Linked DNA regions of Gossypium hirsutum: all the other regions are linked to region 1. Evidence: chromatin contacts called from public Hi-C data. All regions are on one chromosome and are shown on one strand. Each heading gives the region's core, a stretch centred on a gene start, on an enhancer-like site or on the middle of the called end of the contact. The rest is flanking DNA. Distances are from core to core; before and after follow the strand shown.

Region 1 (3,550 bases), core at 639-3,138:
CGGGTTAGTTTTGATTTGGCAGTGCACAAGTCGAAGGCTAGAAGTCCTCCAGCTTCTAAGCATAGATTCGACTCAGTTAATTCCCTGCATAGTTCAAGATAGGCCCGTGGCGGGGTTTTGGCAAAGATGGCATTGAAAGAATTCGTGTCAAGGTGGAGATTGTTAGAATTGTGTGACCCAAATTCTAAAAGATTGCTTGCAAGTCAAGTTAAACAAAAATATATTTTCTTTCTAGAAGATTTAGTATTTATTAGTATAATATATTTAGCATTTATTAGTATAGTTTATTTGACTTACTAATTTAGCCTATAAATAGGCTCCTTTACAATCTTAGAATTAAGAGACACCCATTAGATTAGAACTCATAACACATTCAGAGAATTTTGTGTTTAAGTTTGAGGGTTCTTTGTTTTTCGGGTTTTCGGGGTTTAGTTTTTATCTCCATCTTTTGTACTCTTCATTCTTTTGCCATTATAGTAAAATTATCTTTGCCCATGGTTTTTTATCCTCTTTTGAGGGGTTTTTCCACGTTAAATTTGTGTGTTCATCTTCTCAATTTCTTCTACTATTTTTACTTGTTCGTTGCTTATTCGGGACGATCCTAACAGCAACCTTTGTCTCCTACACTTAATGTAAATTGTCTCAACACTCGACCTCTCCTATTGAAGTTGGTAAAATCACTCTCAATCGATGGATAGTTTTCTTTATATTTACACCAGTGAAATGGATTCCCAAGATGAACTATGTAGTGTTTTATTATTTCCTCCACAATGGAGGATGAAGCTTCCATTAAAATACTTCAAGCGCTATCATAGTGATAAGATATCCTTGAAATGAGAATAAGATAGCTTTAAAACCATATCATATTGCTTGATATCAATTTGTCAATCTTGTCCATTAATATCCTCTTAATAAAGGATAGTAAAAATTCCATAAATCTTGAACTTAGAATAAAAATCAATCTTAGTATAAACAAATCAAGATTACCAACAAACAATTTTGCACCAACATATTATAGTAGGGAATTCCTTCAAATTCTTGACCATTTTTAATAAAGGAGGAGAACTGTGTCTAACAGAATATTAGGGTCCATGTCCAACCTACTTGAAACTAATGCATTGCCTCTTGACGGCAAATTCAAAGAACTTTTGCCTTGGATTTCACGTATTTTGGTTTCCTTAATGTTTATGGGCAACTATTGTACCTAAATATATAGAAGCCTTTAGCTTTGAATCAATTAAACTGGTTAATTGCAGTTTTGCTTCTATTTAATGAAATTCGTCCACAATAAAGAGCTTCCATTTCTTTCACAATAGTGCCAAAATGTTGGGCAGCTTTCCTTTTTCGTCCGTAACAACCATTCCCCATGAACTAGCATATACATGAAGTTCTATGCAACCAACATTTTGATCCCATTCTCTCAACCCTAATAATATAAATTATTAAGACTATTTAATTATTTGATGATATCTTAAGAATGAATCAATCAAATTAAGTTAAAAGTTGATTTGTTTTTGTTAACTAGCATATAAATTTTTATATAATTAGTGAATGTTATGACACTTGTTAAAAATTTAATTACCTGTTAAAGAAAATTATTAATTATAAATTTATATACTAAAGGTGCATCCAATACTAATAAAAATTTAAGATGGATTTTTTTTTTTTGGAACTGAATTGATTGATGGGTGATTAGGGAATAATATGAATAATAGCAAAGATGAACCTCTCAATTATCTTTCATTTAATATGATAATGACTTTTCAACTTCACAAAGCCATCACTTAATTACGGGCTTAGGCAGTCTAGTATAGAGGTTACAACTTAATAGCTTGGACGAACCTAATGGTGTTTTCCATTTAAAGAATTTGGCTGTTTGAAGTTGGCAAAGTTTCAAAGTTGGCAAGCCAACCCTGCAGTTGGAGGTTCACTATCTTTGGCCTAATTGTGGATTGTCCCACGGATTTATGGAAGAAATTTAAACCCTGTAAAACGCGCCTACTGACTTGAATCACGTTGGTCAATGGTGTGTTTCATGGTCATACATCAATTTCTATGGACGGATAGATGGGTCAAATCACTGTTATATAAACAAGTGGGAGCGTATCCATAGTAGGCAAAAAATAAAAATAAAAAATGGAGCATTTGCAATGTGATTTGAAGTGCTTAAGCAGGGATATCCTAGCTGATATCATGGCTCGACTAGATGGTTCAACCCTGGCCTCAGCTGCCTGCACATGTTCTGACCTTCGAGGCATAGCTCGAAACCAAAGGTTATGGAAGCAATTGTGTAATTCCACATGGCCTTCCACTGCACTCGACGAAGCCCAACACCTTATTTCATCATCAACGGATGGTTTTCGCAGATTCTATGCTGATTCTTATCCTCTTATTTCGAATGATCACAAAGATGCCAACAATTACTTTCCTATACAACCAACCCTTATTTCTCCGTCTAATTTTGCTTTGTTTATAGATGTTTATTATAGAGAAAAATGTATTACTTCCAGTGTCTTAGATGGCATACCTATGGAAACCGATTTCGGCCAAGATGATGACACAACAACTGGTCTTATGAGTTGGGTATTGAACTGTCCATTCAAAGTGGTACCTTCAGATATTAATGATGAAGATATTGAAGATGGTGACGATGGACATGACTTCGTATCACTTGTGGGAAAAGCAGATGATCGTTGCAATGAACTAAAAGAAGGGATTCGATTAAGTTGGGTGTTATTAGACAAGAAGAGAGGAAAAGCTGGAAATCTATCAAGCTGGAAGCCATTGTCGGTGAAGAAAATATGGGCTTCTAATGGTGACTATATTCTACATTTTGGGTGCATTATCCCAGTCCAAGAGAGCCTACAACTGCCTCACAACTTGGCCAAGTGTCTTATAGTGGCAAGATGCAACATAGAGGAAAAACGAGGGTATTTGAGATGGAAAGAGGTAAGTATGCACATTGAGGACACTAGTGGAGCATATGTAAATGGTGGCAAGAGTTTAATCATCTTGAACCAAGCTCTATATTGCTCACGAAGTAATAATCGTCATGCTGTTGAAAAGGGTTACATACAATTTGAGGGACGAAAGCAAGAGATTATAAGGAAAAAGAAGCTCGAAGAAACCTTGGCTGATTGGCTTTGTATATCTTTTGAAGTAGTAATCCTCTTAATTTTAGGGTACCGAATTTTACCCATTTAAAGTCAATTATTATGGTCCAATGACAACTTAAGTAACCATTGCAAAGCACTGTGTTTCTATGACAAATAATTATTCATGTTAAACTGTGTTTTAACTTCTTTCATCAATTACAGACTGTTATGATGTTGCAATCCACAACCTTTGACAAATCAAAATGGAAATTTGAGAGTTTCCCAAGTTAAATGATGTTGATGGGTTTGATCCAGCCTAAGGATTTGGGCACATACATAGGATTGAATTGGGTACGGCATACTTATTGGAGAAGAGGGTATCCATTTTAAGTTGGGTTTAATGGGAGGCTCATTCTTCGTAATGGGCTGATAAATTTAATTTCAGGCTCAATGGG
Region 2 (3,845 bases), core at 218-2,717, 290 kb after region 1:
TTACATCATTTAAAAATTATAATTTAAAAAAAACTAAATGATAACACATTATAATTTCAAAATGTCATGTATAAAAAATACTAAATCGAGAGATTAATATGATTTTTTTAATTTAAATTAAAAAATTATCTAATCATATATATATACACACATAGCAATATGAGGTTACAAAAAGAAAATACATAGTGATTTTCACATTACAATTTTTTTTAACACATAGTATTCTCCATTTGAAACACTTATTTACAAATTGGATAAACTATTTTTTTATTCCTTTGTCTTTTAATCTTTTAAGTTATTCATGCATTTTATTTAAATTTTTTGTTTCTAATTTTTTATATGTTAAATATAAAGTTGATTTTAAATAAATTATCACTTTATTTTAAGATTTTACTTAATTGAATTAATTTTAAGTTTTATAATATTAAATTTAATGAATGTTAAATTGTTAACCTTAAAATATAGTTTTAAAAAATACATATTAATAAAATTTATCAAATAAAATTTATATTTTTCAAATATAATAAGAGTTAATTACAAATTAAAGTAGAGCAAACATAAATACAAAATTATAGTTTTAACAATTTTAACATTAAAATAAATTAATTTATCCATATACATAAAATGAATAACTTGTAAGAAATTATTAATAATATTATTTAAATTATAATATATTAATATTAATATTCAAGATGAATTTTTATATTATTTAATATTAAATATTTTAAAATTAAATAACATTAATATAACTAATTCTAAATTAGACCTTATTTGATAGATTATTGAAAAAAATTAAATCAATTGAAATTTAATATTTTATGATGTATGATAATTCAAAATAAAATCTGATAGAATTTTTACATAAAAAAGTGTGATAAATAATAAGTAAATAAGAACTATTTAAAACTTAATGGAGAATATTTTCAATTAATTCTATTTTATTTTATTTATTTTAATATTATATTATTATGTAACAATTTTACTTTAAAATTTGATTTTTGTTTAGAATAAAGTGAAATGTTTAAAAATTAAGGCTAAAACGTAAAATTTTATTTTTTATAATTTAAAAAATATATTTATTAAATAATTTAATTATATTCCATAATTAATTTTAAGTAATATTTCAAAAAAATTTATAGTTTAAATTTAGTATTTAAATTTTCAATACTTAAATTTTCAATTTATCAAATAATACTTTAAAAACTTTAAACAAAAATTAATATTATAAAAATTTATAAATTTAATATTAGATATCGTATCACACGAGTTTGTGTATAAAAATTAAAAATATATAAATACACAGTTAATAGAAATATATAATTGATAGAAATAATAAAATGTATATAATTAAAATAAAAATATATAAATATGTCAAAATAGAGTTTTAGTTGGATGAAAATTAAAATTTTCAATTTTTACTAATTTAGACACTAAATAATGTCTTTTTCCGGTTAAACAAACTAACAATGCTACGTGGATCACCCGATCCTACAAAGCTTCTCTCCTGCTCCCGGTATGATTTCCGCTTGGTTTGGTTGTTTTGGCCATCGTGGGTCTTCTTCTCTCCCTTCTTCTTTCACACCCTTTCTATTCTGATTTTCCCACGCAATAAACAAACCTCCCGATTCAGATCCGTCCTAAAAGGTTCCCCCTCTCCCAAACCCTAATTTATCATCTTTTCTCACTCGCACTTCCACTGCATAAACTGCTTCATAATACATGCTGGTTCTTTCTTTTTTTGGTCATCTTTAATAACAGGTTTCACAATTGGAAAGTACATATAATAGCTATTGAACACCTTTTTTTTCCCCGGTATATCTTCTTTCCCTCTTTCCCTCTTTCCATCTTTGACTATTTATTTTTATATATATGTGCCTGTGTATTTAGTTTTAAGTAAATGAATTGGAGGGATAAAATTAAATGAAACGGTTGAAACGCCTTTTTAATCGGTACTGAATGATTGATTCTTTTGATTGAAGAAACGGATCCCGAGTTTGGTTCGGGGCATCACGTTTGCCGCATTTGATTTATTTTTCGCAATATTAATTCAAGTTTCAGCATGGATTTAGTTGAATTTATTTATTCATTACTGGTTCTAGTTTCCATGTTTGTTTAAATCAGCTTTCTGCTTCGTTTTCTTTTCTCAGTTTGAGATCAAGGACCTGTGGAGTAAATAACTACGTAGACGAAGATGTTTGGTACAACTAATCGTGAGACTTTCTCTTACCTTTCACTCTTTCCCGTTGAAATCATATTCTGATTTTACATGTTGAGCTGTTGTTTCGATGAATGCATAATTTCTTCCGTTCCTTTTTAAAAGTAATAGCTCGTGCTTTTAACTTTTATAAAGCCATTGTGAAATTCAGGAGTTTGATTGGTTTTCAGATTGAAGATTAGCTTAATTATGCAAGAAGCATTTACATGTTGCATCCGTGATATGCACAGATCATTGTTATCTTCTTATTCTTCTTCCTTCATTGTTGCCTTTTTTTTTTTATTTATTTATAAAATACTACTGCACTTCATCACACCAAAAGTGTTTACCAGTATGTTGTTGGTGTTCTGTTCCTTGGTAACTGTTACCGGTCAATATTCATTCTCTGTTATTTGCTATATATATATGTGTATATATATATACCTTTAACCTGCTTTACACTTCATCGGTTTTTAGAATAAATTTGTTATTACTTATGAATCTTTTTGGACAATTAAGTTAACTGTCAGAAACTCTTTAAACAGCTTTTGGGCAATCATCAAGTAGCCCATTTGCATCCCAATCTGTTTTTGGGCAGACCAGTGCAAGTAGCAATCCATTTGCACCTAAACCTTCCTTCGGTAGTCCAAACCCTTTTGGTTCCCAAACAGGGGGTTCGGTATTTGGAGGTACTTCTACTGGAGTGTTTGGTGCGGCCCAATCTTCTTCTCCCTTCTCCTCAACAACCACCTTTGGTGCCTCTTCATCTCCAGCTTTTGGTTCATCTACTCCCACTTTTGGCAGTTCATCATCATCTTTTGGTGGTAAGAGTCTGTATGTCTTTTTCTTTTCTATTATTATGATTAAGTTATCCTTCATTCGGTTCATTTCATATTCGTTCTGTTAATATATTGATAATATGATTGTCATACATAAAAATTCTAAAATTCAACTGATATCTTCAAGGAAGAGTCACTATTAATCTACTTTGTTAGGGTTGTTTAGTTACCTGTATGAATTCTCTTCTGACTTTAGAGTAATGTGTAGATCATTCATATTTTTTGATGCTTTAATGGTAGCGTTCCAATACCAAATATCTGTAGATCATGTAATTATTATGCAAATAAATGCATTCATATGTGTATCAGTATTACAATTAATTGCACTTTAATATCATGGAGATAGAAAATTTTAGTGTTTATTAGTAAGAGACTTTCTAAAAAACATAGCACATTTTCCATTAGGCCCTTAAATGTGATCATGAGGGGCACTTCTATTTCCTCATATGTTAATTTATGGTAATCAGCTTTTAATTATATGTGTCGACTTTTTAATCATTAGCTCTTGGGTAACTTGGTGTCTTTTGACTTTGTTTTGGATAGGGTCTTCTGTTTTTGGTCAGAAGCCTGCATTTGGCTTTGGGTCAAGTCCCACCCAATCAAATCCTTTTGGAAGCACAAATCAGCAATCACAACCTGCATTTGGTAGTGGTATATTTGGTTCCTCCACACCTTTTGGTTCAACTCAGTCAGCGTTTGGTTCTAGTCCTGCCTTTGGTTCCACTAGTAGCCCGGCTTTTGGTGCGGCAAGCACCCCTGCGTTTGGCGCCTCAAGCACTCCAGGTTTCGGTGCCACAAGCACCCCTGCGTTT
Region 3 (3,472 bases), core at 390-2,889, 310 kb after region 1:
AGTTGTTGAACCCATGCAACCGGACAAACATGTCAATCTTCCAAATGAGAAATCTGACTTTAATATACTAGATCAATCGAAGTTGCTTACTGCTAGGAGTTGAGAGACCCTATAAGCAATTGGCTAATATGCGAATCCGAGGTGAGTCGAGAGATCGTGAGGATCTAAAGTTAACAATAGATAATTCCTGATCAATTTGACTAAGCCTAATCATTAGTTTCTAATTAAACTAATCAACCACTACATTTTTACACCTGGAAGGAAAGTTTTTAATTGAGATTGTTTTAGTTCAGTAGTTTCAACAATTTTGCTTTTTAGTAATTAGAGTAAAATTCCTTTAAGTCGGTCGTGTTCATAATCATGAATTCAATATTAGGTTAATAATTATAAGTATTCAAAACCTAAATTTGAAGTAAATTATTTTCTTTTGGATTCGATTATTAGAATACTTTCATCCAAGTATATCTATTGTATTATAACTTAACAACAACTGCACACCTGCAGCTTCAAATCACAATAAATTTAAATAGAACTTTAAGACACACTCAATCATTATTAGGCTCTTTGCATGTGCCAAATAATATTTTCTTTACAAAGAGGCTAGCCATATAATATATCTTAGGCTGGATGTGCAAAGAAACCTATAAGACAAAAAGAAATCCACAAGGGGAGTTTATGCTTCGAAATGTTGTTTAATGCTTAAATTAGGAGAGGTAATAAAAAAATTGAAAAAATGAGTATTTTTTTTTTCAGAATAAGTGAATAACGGTAAGATCAAGGGCAAAACTAAAAAATTACTTTGGGACAAAGATAAATCATAATTTTTTTTAGGAGAGAGGAAGTGAGGAGAAAATTTATCATTATACTAATTTGTAATTTTAAAAATTTTGAAGGCATTACAAGACAATTTTACCATTTTTTGGGTGGAGGCGGGGCTATCGCCTTCCCCCGTCTACACCTTGGGTAAGGTTGGAAAAGATAGCCTTTAGCTACTCTAAGGCTACTAATTACATGAGAATTGCACGGGCCAAATTATCCCTTGCACACTTAAATTATTATACATTTTGGTCATTACTCACAATTTCTAATATTTTTTTAATAGGTTCTGATTATATTTACTTGACATAATGCTTAAAATTACTCATAGTCCCTCCTCAATCTATAAACAAGAGAATAATGCATTTTAGTACACTCGAACACATGTCTTCTTTTATTGACAACAATATTCATGATAATGAAGTTAAGACTCAATCGGTTGGTCATTATTCACAATTAAAAATATAATAAAATGAAATAATAAATTACATATGATTAAAAAATAAGCAACTAGCTACAAAAAAAGAGTATAAATATGCAGGTGTTTGAAGACATTCCTAAAGAGTCATTATTTGTTGTTGACATTAATAGAATAGTAAATTTTGGTTTAGACAATTTGTTGATTAAAAAAAAAGCAACTAACAATAAAGTAAGGTGAATTAATTAACTTTTGATAAATACACAAGTTTACATTAATTCAATTTATTGCTTATTATCTCGAAAAATAAGCTTTTTAATTGGGCCGGACTCTCACAGCAATCTATTTTTCTCCTCTATTTTCTTCTCTTAACCCTAAAGCCCGCCCAAAACTGAATCCTACGATACCATTTATACTGATAAATTATATAACATTACAGTCTTTAAGTTATAGGGTTTTTACACTCTACTTAGTCCCTCCATCGAAGCCGCCCCGAGAAAGGAAGCAGAGGGCAAGTAAAATGAAGACCATTCTTTCTTCAGAGACAATGGACATCCCTGATGGGGTTGCTATTAAGGTGAAGGCCAAGATGATCGAGGTTGAAGGTCCCAGGGGTAAGCTCATCCGTAACTTCAAGCACCTCAACCTCGATTTTCACCTCATCAAGGACGAGGAGAGCGGCAAGCGCAAGCTCAGGATCGAGGCTTGGTTTGGCTCCAGAAAGACTAGCGCCGCCATCCGTACTGCTCTCAGCCACGTTGAGAATCTCATCACCGGCGTCACCAAGGGTTACCGTTACAAGATGAGGTTTGTTTATGCTCATTTTCCGATCAACGCCTCCATCACTAACGGCAACAAGTCCATCGAGATCCGTAATTTCCTTGGCGAGAAGAAGGTCTTCTCTCTTTCTCTCTCTCTCCGTCTTTTTAATCTCTTATTGAATCGAAATCACATTGTCACTGTTGATTTAATTCCCTTTATTTGTTTTTTTTTGTTTGAATAAGGCATTTATTATTGTTTTTATCATATATTTGGGCTTTTTTTGTTTCGTTTTCTTTTTGGCCTATTCAAGCGTACGGTGCTGTTGAAATGCTACATTAAGAGCATACATTGATTCATATATTTTGTTTGTTTAATGTCAACACCCCTAGGACTTGATGTAAACGTAAAATTCTTATATTTTCTGGAGTTCTGGTTGCATTGACTGATGTAGAGAAATGGGTAGGCATTGTTTTTACATATTGAACCAAATTGTTCATGTTTTAGGGTTCAAGTAACCAAATATGAAACATGTTCAAGAGTTTGATAAGTTCCTTGTATTCCAATGACATTATGTTAACGTTTGCACCGGTGAACATCAGGTGCGAAAGGTGGATATGTTGGAAGGGGTATCCATTGTTCGATCAGAGAAGGTTAAAGACGAGATCGTGTTGGATGGTAACGATATCGAACTTGTGTCACGCTCGGCAGCTTTGATAAACCAGGTAGGCCCTCTGTCGATCCCTTTTAAACACTGAGATTGAAGCTGGAGATGATTGATATTTGGCATTTATGTTGATGAATGTGAGTTTTGATTGGAACAGAAATGCCATGTGAAGAACAAGGATATTAGAAAGTTCCTTGATGGTATCTATGTTAGCGAGAAGGGCAGGATCGCTGAAGAAGAATGATTGGTATGGTATCTCTTGTTTCATAGTGTTATAATGCTGTTTTGGTTTTCAGACTTTAGATTATAAGGATGTTATCTTATATTTGTTTCATCTTTATGTTTTGCGACATTGAGCTCCTTTCATCAATGACTTGGAATGCAATTTTTCGGCAACCCTTTTGCTGCAATTTAAGAAGGCATGAAAACCTTTGGTTTAAAGACTTGATTATCATCCAAATTATCGAAAATAAGATAAGATATGATATATTTAAGCATTTTAGGATATATTCTGAAAAAGAATGCTACCATAAACAAATATTTTTTTAAGAAGCCTTACGTATAATATTTAAAGTTCAAATATGATAATTTGACAATTTTAACCTTACGTTTTCAAATAAGAAGTTCCATTCGCATGCAAAATAAAATAAGGGGTCAAAAACGAACGTCGGTAGCACTGTCACCAGTTCAAAGCGGAGTGCTGAAACTCGTAACACTGGTGTCCTGTAGAAAGTTGGAGGAGGGTCAGTTGAGAAGCGGTGCGTCGGCAGTCACACCAACCCATGGCTGAAAAAGGATGACAAAAGAAAAAA

The links. Hi-C and Micro-C count contacts between places; a contact is called where the count stands out from the background.
Region 2: a Hi-C map of leaf shows a contact between it and region 1, with 2.4 times the contacts expected there. The contact joins the promoter of LOC107950120 here to the promoter of LOC107950125 in region 1. A contact is called at or near these places in 2 of 34 Hi-C or Micro-C datasets (both in leaf).
Region 3: a Hi-C map of leaf shows a contact between it and region 1, with 2.2 times the contacts expected there. The contact joins the promoter of LOC107950119 here to the promoter of LOC107950125 in region 1. A contact is called at or near these places in 2 of 34 Hi-C or Micro-C datasets (both in leaf).

Annotation. Positions count from the first base shown.
Region 1 is chrD03:35,954,144-35,957,693 of Gossypium_hirsutum_v2.1, forward strand. It overlaps LOC107950125 (probable F-box protein At2g36090), which reads left to right and starts at 1,889. Exons shown (of 1, transcript XM_016884899.2): 1 at 1,889-3,381. The coding sequence starts at 2,137. The coding sequence ends at 3,204.
Region 2 is chrD03:36,242,367-36,246,211 of Gossypium_hirsutum_v2.1, forward strand. LOC107950120 (nuclear pore complex protein NUP98A) reads left to right here and starts at 1,468. Exons shown (of 14, transcript XM_016884882.2): 1 at 1,468-1,644; 2 at 1,759-1,812; 3 at 2,148-2,210; 4 at 2,740-3,018; 5 at 3,577-3,845. The coding sequence starts at 2,192.
Region 3 is chrD03:36,260,830-36,264,301 of Gossypium_hirsutum_v2.1, forward strand. LOC107950119 (60S ribosomal protein L9) reads left to right here and starts at 1,640. Exons shown (of 3, transcript XM_016884879.2): 1 at 1,640-2,129; 2 at 2,596-2,718; 3 at 2,818-3,056. The coding sequence starts at 1,755. The coding sequence ends at 2,904.